2 separate regions of the Mus musculus genome follow, and region 1 is linked to region 2. The links are chromatin contacts, called in public promoter capture Hi-C maps. All regions are on one chromosome and are shown on one strand. Each heading gives the region's core, a stretch centred on a gene start, on an enhancer-like site or on the middle of the called end of the contact. The rest is flanking DNA. Distances are from core to core; before and after follow the strand shown. Region 1 overlaps Crebbp (CREB binding protein). Region 2 holds the start of Tfap4 (transcription factor AP4).

Region 1 (5,344 bases), core at 1,911-4,410, 460 kb before region 2:
TGGGACAGTGGCAGCATTACTTGGTTGTGACATTTCCCCTCCCCATACACTACTTGGTCATTCATGGTCTTCACTCCACCAACCAAGTGCATTACCAGTTTCTGAAGTGAGCTTGGTTGGCCTCTCTTGCTTCACCCTATTTCTACAGCTAGCCCATTCAATTCTTCCTGCCATTGTCAGGAAAAGAAATACCAAAACAGTTGTGCCTGTGACAATTCCCTCCATGACACTCCACTTACTATGAGCCTTCTACCTCACAGTATTGCTTCTTCTACCTCCAACAGGTCCAGCTTTAGTTGAGCTCTGGCTTCTTGCCTAGGTTGCATCTGAATCTCCCCAGGAGTTCCTAGAGACCGGAGACTGAAACCTTATGCTTCATGTTTCCCACACAATCCCATTCAAATGGTCTAGGGATCTCAGTTGGGGCCTCTCTTCTTCCCTCCCTCTCTTTCTGTAGAAACAGGATCTTGGCCATCCTGCCCCAGCTTCTCAACTGTTGAGAGTACAGGGGAGTACCACCATACCCTGCTTTAGAGGTGGTCTTTCTACACTGCAATCAAAGCTGCTCCTCAAAACATGTGGTTAAATTCATTAAGTGCCCCCATCACCACATCCCATGAGAGTAGATCTTTACACTCAGGCTTGACTGGCCAATCAATTCTGCGGCATGTATGTTTTGAGTATCTTGTTTCTTTCCTCCCTTTATGTTAAGAATATTATGCCCTTCTCTTAGTGGACTCCAACCAAGAGAGGTCAACCAAGCTCACTTCAGAAACTGGTGATGCACTTGGTTGATGGAGTGAAGACCATGAATGACCAAGTAGTGTATGGGGAGGAGACCTCATCATGACTTTAGCTGGTTGTCACAACCAAGTAATGCCGCCACTGTCCCACAGTGTTCCATGTGGGTCCTCTTTCTAATCACGGACTCCAGGAGACCAACCCCAATGGTGACACTGCTGTGCCAACACTAAATTAAAAGTCTTCACCTATGGAACCAAGGACACTGTGCCTCTTGCTGCCTGCATTCATCTGTTGCTACAAAAAGAAACTTAAAACCCACACAAAAAGGGCTGGAGAGATGATTCAGGGGTGAAGAACACTGGACCCAAGTTCACCTCCTCCCAATAAACATAGCCAGCTGTAACTCTGATACCCCATTTTCGCCACCAAGGGCACCAGGCACACATGTCCTGTATATAGATACATTTAAGCAAACGATACATATAAAATACATCATTAACATGGGGGTGGTAGATAGGCTTGGGGGATGACAACAACATGACAACATAACACGGTGACTCAGAAACAAAACTGAATTTTCACTAAAGGTCCAAGTGTGTGTCGTGGGAACTCCACACACACCAGCATTCATTATATAGTTATATATAATTCTGTCCCTAGGTATCAGATAGGATGGAGGAAGTAACCTTCCTGAAGGAAATGCAGCGTGGATGGAGAGTCAGCATATTCCATTATAGCAATTGACCTCTCTGGATCTGGGAGATTTGGGGCCAAGAGAACAAAGTAATTACTGCTAGGTTCAGATCTGTCCTGAGCTATAAAAGCCATTTCTGCTCCCTTTCTGCAGCTTTAGGTTTTATTCTAAGTCACATACAAAAACTTTCTAAGTTGGACATATGAATGATATAGTATAGTACATGGTATCTGACACTTGTACACACCATGTACAATTTGTGGACATCAACATTTGCAAATGAAGCCATGCTCCTGAGTGAAGACAGTGGCACAAGACAGATTTTTAGATGGTGGACCCAAGATGTTTTCATTTTGGAATTTCTCTGGGATGATATTAGCACTTCAAGTTACTGCCTCTGTTTGTTACAGAGTAACCCTGAGCAGTCCTTAAAGATGCCTATGACCAGACTCTTGGGATGTCCAAAAAGAACTAAAACACCCACATAATCTTATCACTATTAAAATCCAGCAATAGGAGAATATGTTAGAGAAATCTACTTTGAATTTTAGATAACTTCCCAAAAGAAACCCCACTTTTATTATCCCATAATCTAATCACAGGTAATAACTTTCCTCATCTAAGATTCAAGGTAAAAAAAAAAGCCAGGTAGAGTAATGCAGACTTTTAATCCCATCACTCTTCAAGGTAAAGGCAATTTAGGATAACCAGAGACACAAAGAGGGAACCTATCTCAAAAACAAAGAAAAGAAAGAATAGAAAAACAAACAACAAAAGGTAGGTGTGTGTGTGTGTGTGTGTGTGTGTGTGTGTGTGTGTGTGTGTGTGTGTGTATACTCACGGTTCAGGATCTAAGGTATCATTTTTCTTCTTTTCAAATTGATCCTTGGAAATTGTCCTTATTTAAAAGAAAAAGAAAAATCTTTATTGACTCACATATATTTCTATACAAACTTTTTTTTTCCTAAAAATATGTTTCAAAAAACTATTAGCTTTACTCTAAAATTTAATTAAGACTCATCAGAATATGATGGCAAAATTGTGTTGAGATTTAAACATGTTTATTTTCATCAAGTTCATATGGTGCTAAGTTGAACTAAGACCACAGTGGAATGGCAACATACCCTCAATGCAAGGTGAGCATCCACTGAGGATATCCCATTTTGGAAGGGTGGATTATTTGGGTTTCAATTGAGTGTATGTGAACTACTTCTGTTGTATGCAATTATATAACTTTTTTTTTTTTGATGGTTGTTTCTTGAGGAAAAAAAAGGAGTACTTACGTGTGTGTGTGTGTGTGTGTGTGTGTGTGTGTACATGTATGCCACAGTGCTTGTGTGGAGATCAGGGAACAGTTTTGTCAAGTTGTTGGTTCTCTCCTTCCACCTTCATGTAGGTACAGGGATAAATTTCAGGTTGCCAGGCTTGCAAGGAAAGTACCTGTACCTATCAATTCATCGCACTGCCCCCTTTCTGCAGCTTTAGGTTTTATTCTAAGTCACATACAAAAACTTTCTAAGTTGGACATATGAATAGTATAGTACATGGTATCTGACACTTGTGCACACTGTGTACTCTTAAGTTAGACTAAACATACTAACCATCTCCAATACTTGGGGGAGGTGTGCAGAAAAACATTCAAACTCCTTCCTTGTAGGCTTTCTGAAATGTACAACACATAACTGCTATCTACAGTCACCATACTGTTCAAGAGGACTCCATAGCTTTTGCCAGTATCTAAGTGAACCTTAGCACTTATTGATCAGCCTTCTCCCATTCCTACCACCACCAATTCAATGATTAACTCCAATTAGACCAAAGAAATAAGATGACAAGGGTAACAGATTATTTCTGGAGCATAGATTTCCTGCTTTTTGAGACATAGTAACTCTGGAGCCAGACGTCCAACATGGACGATTAGGGAACTTAGTAGTAGAAAAAGAGAAACATAAAATGCCCAGCAGGCTAAAGGCAGATGTGCAGGCCAGCAGGCCTTTGGGTATTTCACAAAAGTCAAGTACACACTGTGGTTCTCAATTCTCTTGTTATGGTTTGGTTACACTGACACTCAAAAAGAACATTATCATAAGGTAAGCAGAGAAATGTAGGAATGAGTTAACATACATGCTGGATGCACCGACGTAGCAGACTCAGACCACCAGCAAGGCATGAGATATATATATATATATATATATATATATATTTTTTTTTTTACATTTACTAGAAAATGTGAATAGGGAATTTGAATCTAACCTGCATTAGCTCAGTTGCTTAAAAAGACCATAGGTTTAAAAGGTTCAGTATAACACCAAAAGTTTGGGTTTTTTTTTTTTTAAAGGTGGTGGTGGTGATATGTATATAATTTATTTTCTGTGAATAAGGCTGCCTGGCTTCTTAGATATAACTTGAGGTTGAACATTTTTTCAAGCAAAGGTTACCCATCACCCTGAAAAAAATCTATTTGTCAGTGAGATATATGAAGGTCAAGGACTAACTGAACTAATCCTGCCTCGAATGGAACAAGATGGAGAATCAGTGTTGCTGTTTGGCTGACACCTACACCTTGAAGTACAAGTATCTGTGTTCATGCAACCAGTTTATATTTAATGTGGGTATAGTCAATGTGAAGAAAAAGAAAACACAAATTGTACAAAACTCAAAATGGTACATTCTAGCTTCTTCTTTAGTCATGAACATAAGGAAGGATGACAAGATCATACTTACGTCTGAGGTTGGGAAGGGTCGTCACCCAGGGTCACATTCTCGCCCTGGATCTCTGTGAAACACTTCTCACAGAAATGATACCTGTCAGCAAGAAGGCCATACTTGGGTGAACTGGTCCATCACAACATACAGCCACCCAAGCAACGAAGCCACCAATCAGAGCAGGGCAGAGCACCACGACGAAGGGGGGGCGTTGTTGGTTGATTGATGGGTCAGTGAGGACAATGGAAGGAACAGGGGCAGGTGGGGAAGGGCAGAATTAGAGAACAGGGAAGGGGACAAATAGCACAGACACAGAGGTAAGACGCAAACACCAGACAACACAGAGCAGAAAGCCAAGGCAAAGCATTGATTAGCATTCGGTCTCATTGCACGCATCATAGGCCATCATCACTAACAACGACAGGTTTGATCCGGCTCCAAAATGCAAATGCTTTCAAGAAGTGAATACTAGGATTGCATGGAGCCTAAATTTAGAAATCTGAATTTTGTTATAAAAATCAAATATTGAGCCAGGGTTTAAAATAGAAAATTTTTCTTTCAACAACAGGATGATAAAAAAGCCTTTAAAAAGCAAGTTAAACTGGAATAGCTTTAGTTTTCAAAATGGAAATTTTATGCTTGACAGCATCAGAAGTTTTATTTCCAGTATTAAGCCAGATCTTTCAATGTGTGACAATGTTGAGCACCCAGAACCATTTTTTGTAGTTGTTATTTTTCTTATATCAATCACTGAGTTAATAATTATGTTACAATACAAATGAAACCAAATCCATATTCTAGACAAACACTTAACAGAAATGCAGTCAGGGTCAAAGACTTTCCAGCCATTTATTAATAAAGATATACAGAGAAAAACTGTGATATATTGTATAAACAATACAATATATACAAACCCACAAACAATTTTGAAATGTTTTGATTCATTTCTAAGCTTTGATATGAATGTTGGTACTGGGACCAATCATTCATCTTGAGATAATGGCGAATGACTGTTCTGACTTGGTAACAACCCAAGTTAAGCAAATTTAGAGAGTTAATCTTTAAATAGCACAATCTGCATTTGAAAAATTCTCCATCATCCCAATTTCTTATATGATAATAATATAGAGCCTGGGCTCATGCTGGTAAGTGAATACAATTAAAAATAAAGACTATTAAATGTTTGGAAAGGACATGAAT
Region 2 (5,841 bases), core at 2,799-5,298:
AGGGGTTAAACTCAGATAATTCAGCTTGTTCACAGGGACTTGGACCTTATCTACTGAGCCATCTTGCCAGCCCTTAAAGGAACTTTTACAGAGTTTGTAAGATACCCAGGGTGACAGCACAGGGTGACTGTACATGCTTGAAGCTCCAGCACTTGGTGGAAAGCAGCAAGATTGGGAGTTCAAGGTCATCTTAACTTACAAAGCAAGCTGGAGGCCAGCCTGGACTAAATAAGAGCCTATCTTTTAGGGGGGTCACAGGGGGCTAAGGAGATGATTCAGCCACATAACCATGGGTACCCGAATTCAGATCTACTGCATCCACATAAAGGCTGGGCACAGTGCATCTGTTACCTCAAAACTCTGGTGCTGGGGGTCGGGGTGAAGGGGAGAGGAGAGGATGCAGAGACAGGTGGATCTCTGGAGCCAGCCAGCATAGACGCAGTGGTGAGCACCTTCTGAAAAGATGAGGTCTTGAAACCTAACATTCCCTAACCTTATTTGTTTAGGCCTAGGTCTAAAAAACAAGGAGGAGATGCTAGCTGTGGTATTTTTCACCAGGAGATGCTAAAGAGGAAAAAGTATGGCAAGTTTGAAGGCAGCCTGGGATGTCCATCTTGTCTGAAGAGATGGTTGAGAGCAGTTAAAAAGCTGAGAGAACTGACTTCTACTCCAGAGGACCCAAGTTCAGTTCCCAGCACCCACACAGCACACTACTCCAGGGATCTGATGACCTCTTCTGGCCACTGAGGGCAGGGCACACATGTGCTACACAGATATGCATACAGGCAAAATACCCACACACATTTAAAAACCTGAGGTTTAAAAAAATTAAATAAAAATATAAGTAAATAAATAAGGTGGAAGAATGTTATATCTCAAACTCAGGACAAATGGCCGAAGTGCCTACCTATCAAAGCGGATACTGGCTCTCCCAGCGCCTCTCAGTACCTGTTACAGAGTAATGGCTGGCACACCCCATTTCCTACCCTAAACTCTTCCAGCCCAGGGACTGGAATGGGCTTCCCTTCCCCCAGCCTCCAATCCCTATATAACAACCTCAGGCACTTTGGCTACTGGCTTCTTTCCCTCTTAGCCGCTGGGTTCCCTGGAACTCTCTCTGCTCTTTCTCTCACCTCTTGCTCTCCCCCACTCACTCTCCTCTCATGGCCATGTTCCAAAGCCCTCTGACTGCTTTCTTCCCGGCTCTACAATAAACCTCCTCACCATACCAGGGAGCAGCTGAGGAAGTCACCTATGCACATGCGCACACTTGCACACACACACACACACACACACACACACACAGCCACTGGACATTACCATGCGCCTGCTCTTTAGAGTCTGGATCTCACTTTCTAGGCACTGCCTATATCCAAGTCTCACAGAACCATTAGGCAGAAGGTCCAAAACGTCAAGCAAAACATCAAAGTGTGCCACACTGCCCTATGGCTCCTTCTGGTTGGCCCAGAAGGCATAGGAGTCAAACAAGAGAGAACCCAGCTAAACAGGGAGGGGTGGAGCAAAGTCCACAGTCTGAAACAAACCAGAGTCCATCCACCATAAGCTCCTGCCCAGCCCACACTCCATCCAGGACAGATCTCCCAGCTGTTGCTCCAGCTGAAAATGAACAGGCCTAGAGGCTATGTTCCTCCATGCCCAGTGTACAACTGTCTCCTTGTAAGCAAGACAGGCTAAGGACCTGTGTGCCTGTAGGCAGGTTGTGGTGCCTCAATTACTAGACCTGAAAACACCCTATGTTCCTGGGGGCGGGGCAGGTCTACTGCCCTCCAGCAACACAGGTCTGGAGAAAGGGACCGAGTGAAGACAAGAGTACCGAAAGGCTTAGGCATAGCAACCAGAGGTTCCTACTGTCAAAGCCAATGCAGGACCAGCACCAGAATGACCTCTCCAGAATATGGAGCTAATCAGGCTTCACTCCCCACTCCCCAAGCCAGCTCAGAGGAGCCAGCACAACAGCAAACTTAGGAATCGAGTCCAGCTGAATATCTGCTCTAACTGGTGCCTTCTTAGCTTTATAAAGCTTCTCCAGCTTTACAAAGAAATCAGAAAACAAATGGACTCACAGCAAGATTGTAGTGATTCGAAGAGAAAATTCTAGCAAGTAGGTCCCCAGAATATTTAGTGTCCAAGAGTTTAGTTACTGCTGTTTTGTACCTGCTGGGCCCTCAGGTGAACCGTATCTTAGTGCCAGCTGGGGGGGGGGGGATTAGAGGGGGCTGCCAGCTGCTAGACCCACCAACAGGCCCTAGGTATTGGCTCTCAACTTGAAAGTAAAGTGGGATCCCTACCTGGATTTTATACCTATGCAGCAACCTGCCCCACAGGCGTTGCTGTCTACCAACCAGCCTATGCCACTCAGCGGGCTCCTCCTCCTCCAGCCCCAGCCCTGCCTGGCTGGGGTGTCGGAGCACGTGGCCCCAGCCCTGGGGAGCCATTACGCTCCTAGAGTAGCACGGCAGGCAGGAAAGAGATCGTCGGTTTCAAACTTAAGCGCGCTGGAGAAACCTCTCCTTGCGTGCACCACCACCATCCCCGCCCGGACCCAGCCGGCTTGTAGGGTTCAATGAGCAGATACCAGGGCCGGCAATAGAAATCTCAGACATGACGATTTAACAAGAGTTTAAGAGAGATTCGGCCACTGGTCAATCGCGATTTAGTAGCGAGTGGATCTGGGGCAACCTAGGTAGGATCAAGCTCACTAAGGGGTATCTCAAGAGAGACCTCCGACCACCCACCCGACCAGGAGATTCAACGCTTTGCATTTATGACTGAGGAACAGAAGTGGGACAGCAAAGTTTGCAGACCCATATGCAACAGGAAGTAGACTAGAGCCCTGAAGCAACCTAAGACGCACCCTCATCAAAAGGCCTCCCCACCTGGCCTGCTTAGCCCACCTAGTTGGTTACGGCCGAGCTTTGTGCAAGTAAAGCGTGGCCCCGAAGCGCCTACAAGTCCCACAATGCAGCACCGACCCGGCATAGAGAACTACAGCTCCCGTGAGGTCGTGCGCGCAGAGGCCCGCCTACTCCAAGAGGGCTGCAGAGTCACGTCCAGGCCTCGCTAGTAAACAGCACCCGAGCGCGGGCGGAGAACGTGCGACTAGTGACTGCCAACGTGTGGGGGACCGCAACTTCCCTGCTTGAAGCATGGCCACTAAAGGTCCACGTACGCCTCGCAACCTCGAGCGAGCACGCCCCCAACCCTGCTGCAGCCCTGTTCTCTGCAAACGTTCACACCACCCGGCTCCCCGCCCCCCCTCCCCGCAGCCTGGAACCGCGGCATGGCAGCATTGTAGCTGTCCTCTCGCACACTCCGGGCCCCCCCCAAAACGACCTCCTTAGAAGAGGGTTCCCAGAAAGCGCGAGTAAGCAAGGAAAAGGAAGGAAGCCAAAGCTGGCGGGGGGAGGAGGAAGCGCTGGGTGAAAGCCACCAGCAGCAAGCATGGCCGGGACTGCTGCAGCACCACGTGGGTCTGTTTGCAATTTACAAACGTCGCGACTCGCCCGCCTGCAGCGGACAAAAGTGGACAGAACCTCTCGGGGTCCCCACGTTCCAAGGGAAGAGGGTCCCTAGGCAACGCAAGCAGGGTTCCAGAGACTGCAGCGGACCCAGTAGCTAAGAAAGGCGAGCGAGCTCGGAGGCGCGAGCCATGCGTGCGCACACGCGCACCCGCCCGGGCGGGCTGGCCGGGGGCTGCAATGGGAAGAAGGGGTTGGGGGGAGGAGCAGTACACACCTACAGAGCCCTCCTATCACTTCTTTCTCTGTTTTCCTGAAATGTTGCAAAGAGGGCACCTTCTGAGTGGGCACCATGAAATACTCCATAGCGATAGGCCCCCCTCCTGTGCACGAGCCAGGTCTCGCGGTCAGCCGGAGAATGCAAGATGGAAATCCGAATCAAAGGGCAGCGCCGGACGGAGGTGCAGAATCGGCCGGTCCCAGATGCTGGCGGCAGCAGCAGCAGCGGCGAGGGGAGGGAGGCGGGCGGGAGGGGCGGGCGGGAGGTCTCTCCAGCCTGCCTCCCCGGGCGTGTGTATGTGTGTGTGTGTGTGTGTGTGTGTGTGTGTGTGTGTTTGCAGCTGATCAGATGTCTGTTTCAAGGCGGGAAACAGCTGGTGAAAACTCAGCACTCCCCGGCCTCCTTCCGCGGAGTAAGGAATTGCATGTAAACAAAGGACTATTTGCAGCGCCCCCCCCAGGGCGACTGGATGCTGGGGCGAGAAGGGCGCAAGCTCCTTGGGACCGACTACTACATGGGTCTGCAGACTTAACCCTGGGATCAGGAATCAGGGGTCGACAGCTGGCTGTGGGGGGACACGATGTGAATGGAGTGAACAGCGGCCCAGCTACATGCGCCACTATGGGTGATGAGGTCCATCAGCTGACAGGTTGGCAAGCGTAGCTAAAAAGAAAAAAAAAAAAAAAAAAAAAAAAAAAAAGGCCAGCCCCACCGCACGGGATCCCAGTCTGTGCAGTCCAGGGTCCGGTGAGGACTGCCCAGTGCGGGGTCTTTGCGCACCGCTATCCTGGAGGACGCGCTGGGCGGGGCTGCAGCAGCAAAGGGAAGGCTCTTTTGGGTGTGTGCTTCAGGCTTTTGCATTTTCATAATTGCCACTGCACGGAGCGGAGCAGAGCCACTCTGGCGCGCTCCCTTTCGAGCCGACCCGGGCCCCCTGGAAACTTGCGTCATAGCCACTGTTTCCCACAAGTAACTTGGGGCTGACTCTGACCACCCGCCAGCCTCCTCCCTCCGTCTTTACCCAGGTGGCTGCCTGGCCCAAACTCTGACTGGTGCTAGGAAATTAGATTGCGAAGGGTACAGGCAGGTGCGCAAGGTACCTCGGATGTTTGGGGCTGCCATAGGAAGAGAGAGCAAGTGGGAAGGAAGGGAAGGGCGGAGGCAAGCCAGAACAGCAGCGGCCCTGAGGCAGGCTGCCAGCGCGGTCCGAATATCCATTAGAGGTCTGGTGGTGGCTGCCAGGTCCTGTCTTGCCTCTTTCACTACCTTACTTTCCGACTTCGCGCGCAGCGGGCTGCAGCTTCTCATTCATGGGGAAGGCGGGATAAAACTTGCTCCACCGCCAGAGGGCGCGCTCTACAATGGGGGGGGAGTGGTGGTCTGGGGCAAGGGAGGGGACGTTTTAGGGGTGAGCTTCCGTCCTCTGACACGCCCCCACCTTCCGGTCCCGGCCCTCCCCAGACTCCTGGAGGGCTTGGCCCCAGGCTCAGGAAGCCCACGCCTGCCTCGGAATGTCCTCGCTCCAGCTCAGCGCCTTTCCCAGACCCATTCGCTGCCTTCCAAGGTTCCACCCAAATCGAGCCTCTTAGTTGAAATACTTCTATTTATAACAATTGTTGGGTATTATTAGAAAACATTGTTCAATATTACCAACCTGATCTCTAACTGTAGATGCCAGATCAATTAGCATCTAATCCCAGGGACACGTAACTTGAAAAGCAGCACTTCCTAGCCGGCTGGGCTGTGCAGTTGCACACCTGTAATCCAGAATTCTAGCGCTTGGAGATCGAAGATACGATCGTGCCTCTAAAAAAGACAAAGAAGCAAGGCGGTGGTAGCGCATGCCTTTAATCCCAGCACTTGGGAGGCAGAGGCAGGTGGATTACTGAGTTCGAGGCCAGCCTGGTCTACAAAGTGAGTTCCAGGACAGCCAGGGCTATACAGAGAAACCCTGTCTCGGGGAAAAAAAAAAAAAAAAAAAAGACAAAGAAATGGGAGAAGAAAAAATCAGGAAGGCAGGTGAAATGGCTTTATAGGTAAAGATGTTGGCCTGCAAGCCTGATGACCTGGTTTTTATTCCCA

Evidence for each region. Promoter capture Hi-C pulls out the DNA fragments that hold promoters and counts their contacts.
Region 1: a promoter capture Hi-C map of liver shows a contact between it and region 2, with 3 times the contacts expected there. The contact joins the enhancer-like site here to the promoter of Tfap4 in region 2. A contact is called at or near these places in 7 of 39 promoter capture datasets (the 3T3-L1 cell line, 3T3-L1-derived adipocytes, cranial neural crest and 2 more) and 2 of 115 datasets of contacts at active chromatin or transcription factors (bone marrow-derived macrophages and embryonic stem cells).

Annotation. Positions count from the first base shown.
Region 1 is chr16:4,097,396-4,102,739 of GRCm38.p6, forward strand. It overlaps Crebbp (CREB binding protein), which reads right to left. Exons shown (of 31, transcript NM_001025432.1): 20 at 4,163-4,243; 21 at 2,280-2,336. Among named protein-coding and RNA genes, the nearest start is that of Trap1, 22 kb to the left of the region's middle. Within about 2 kb of position 3,161, at least 7 of the 459 cell types and tissues checked have an H3K27ac peak or open chromatin away from gene starts, as enhancers often do. A contact at or near this core is called in liver, where this site is marked.
Region 2 is chr16:4,555,672-4,561,512 of GRCm38.p6, forward strand. It overlaps Tfap4 (transcription factor AP4), which reads right to left and starts at 4,049. Exons shown (of 7, transcript NM_031182.2): 1 at 3,757-4,049. The coding sequence starts at 3,845.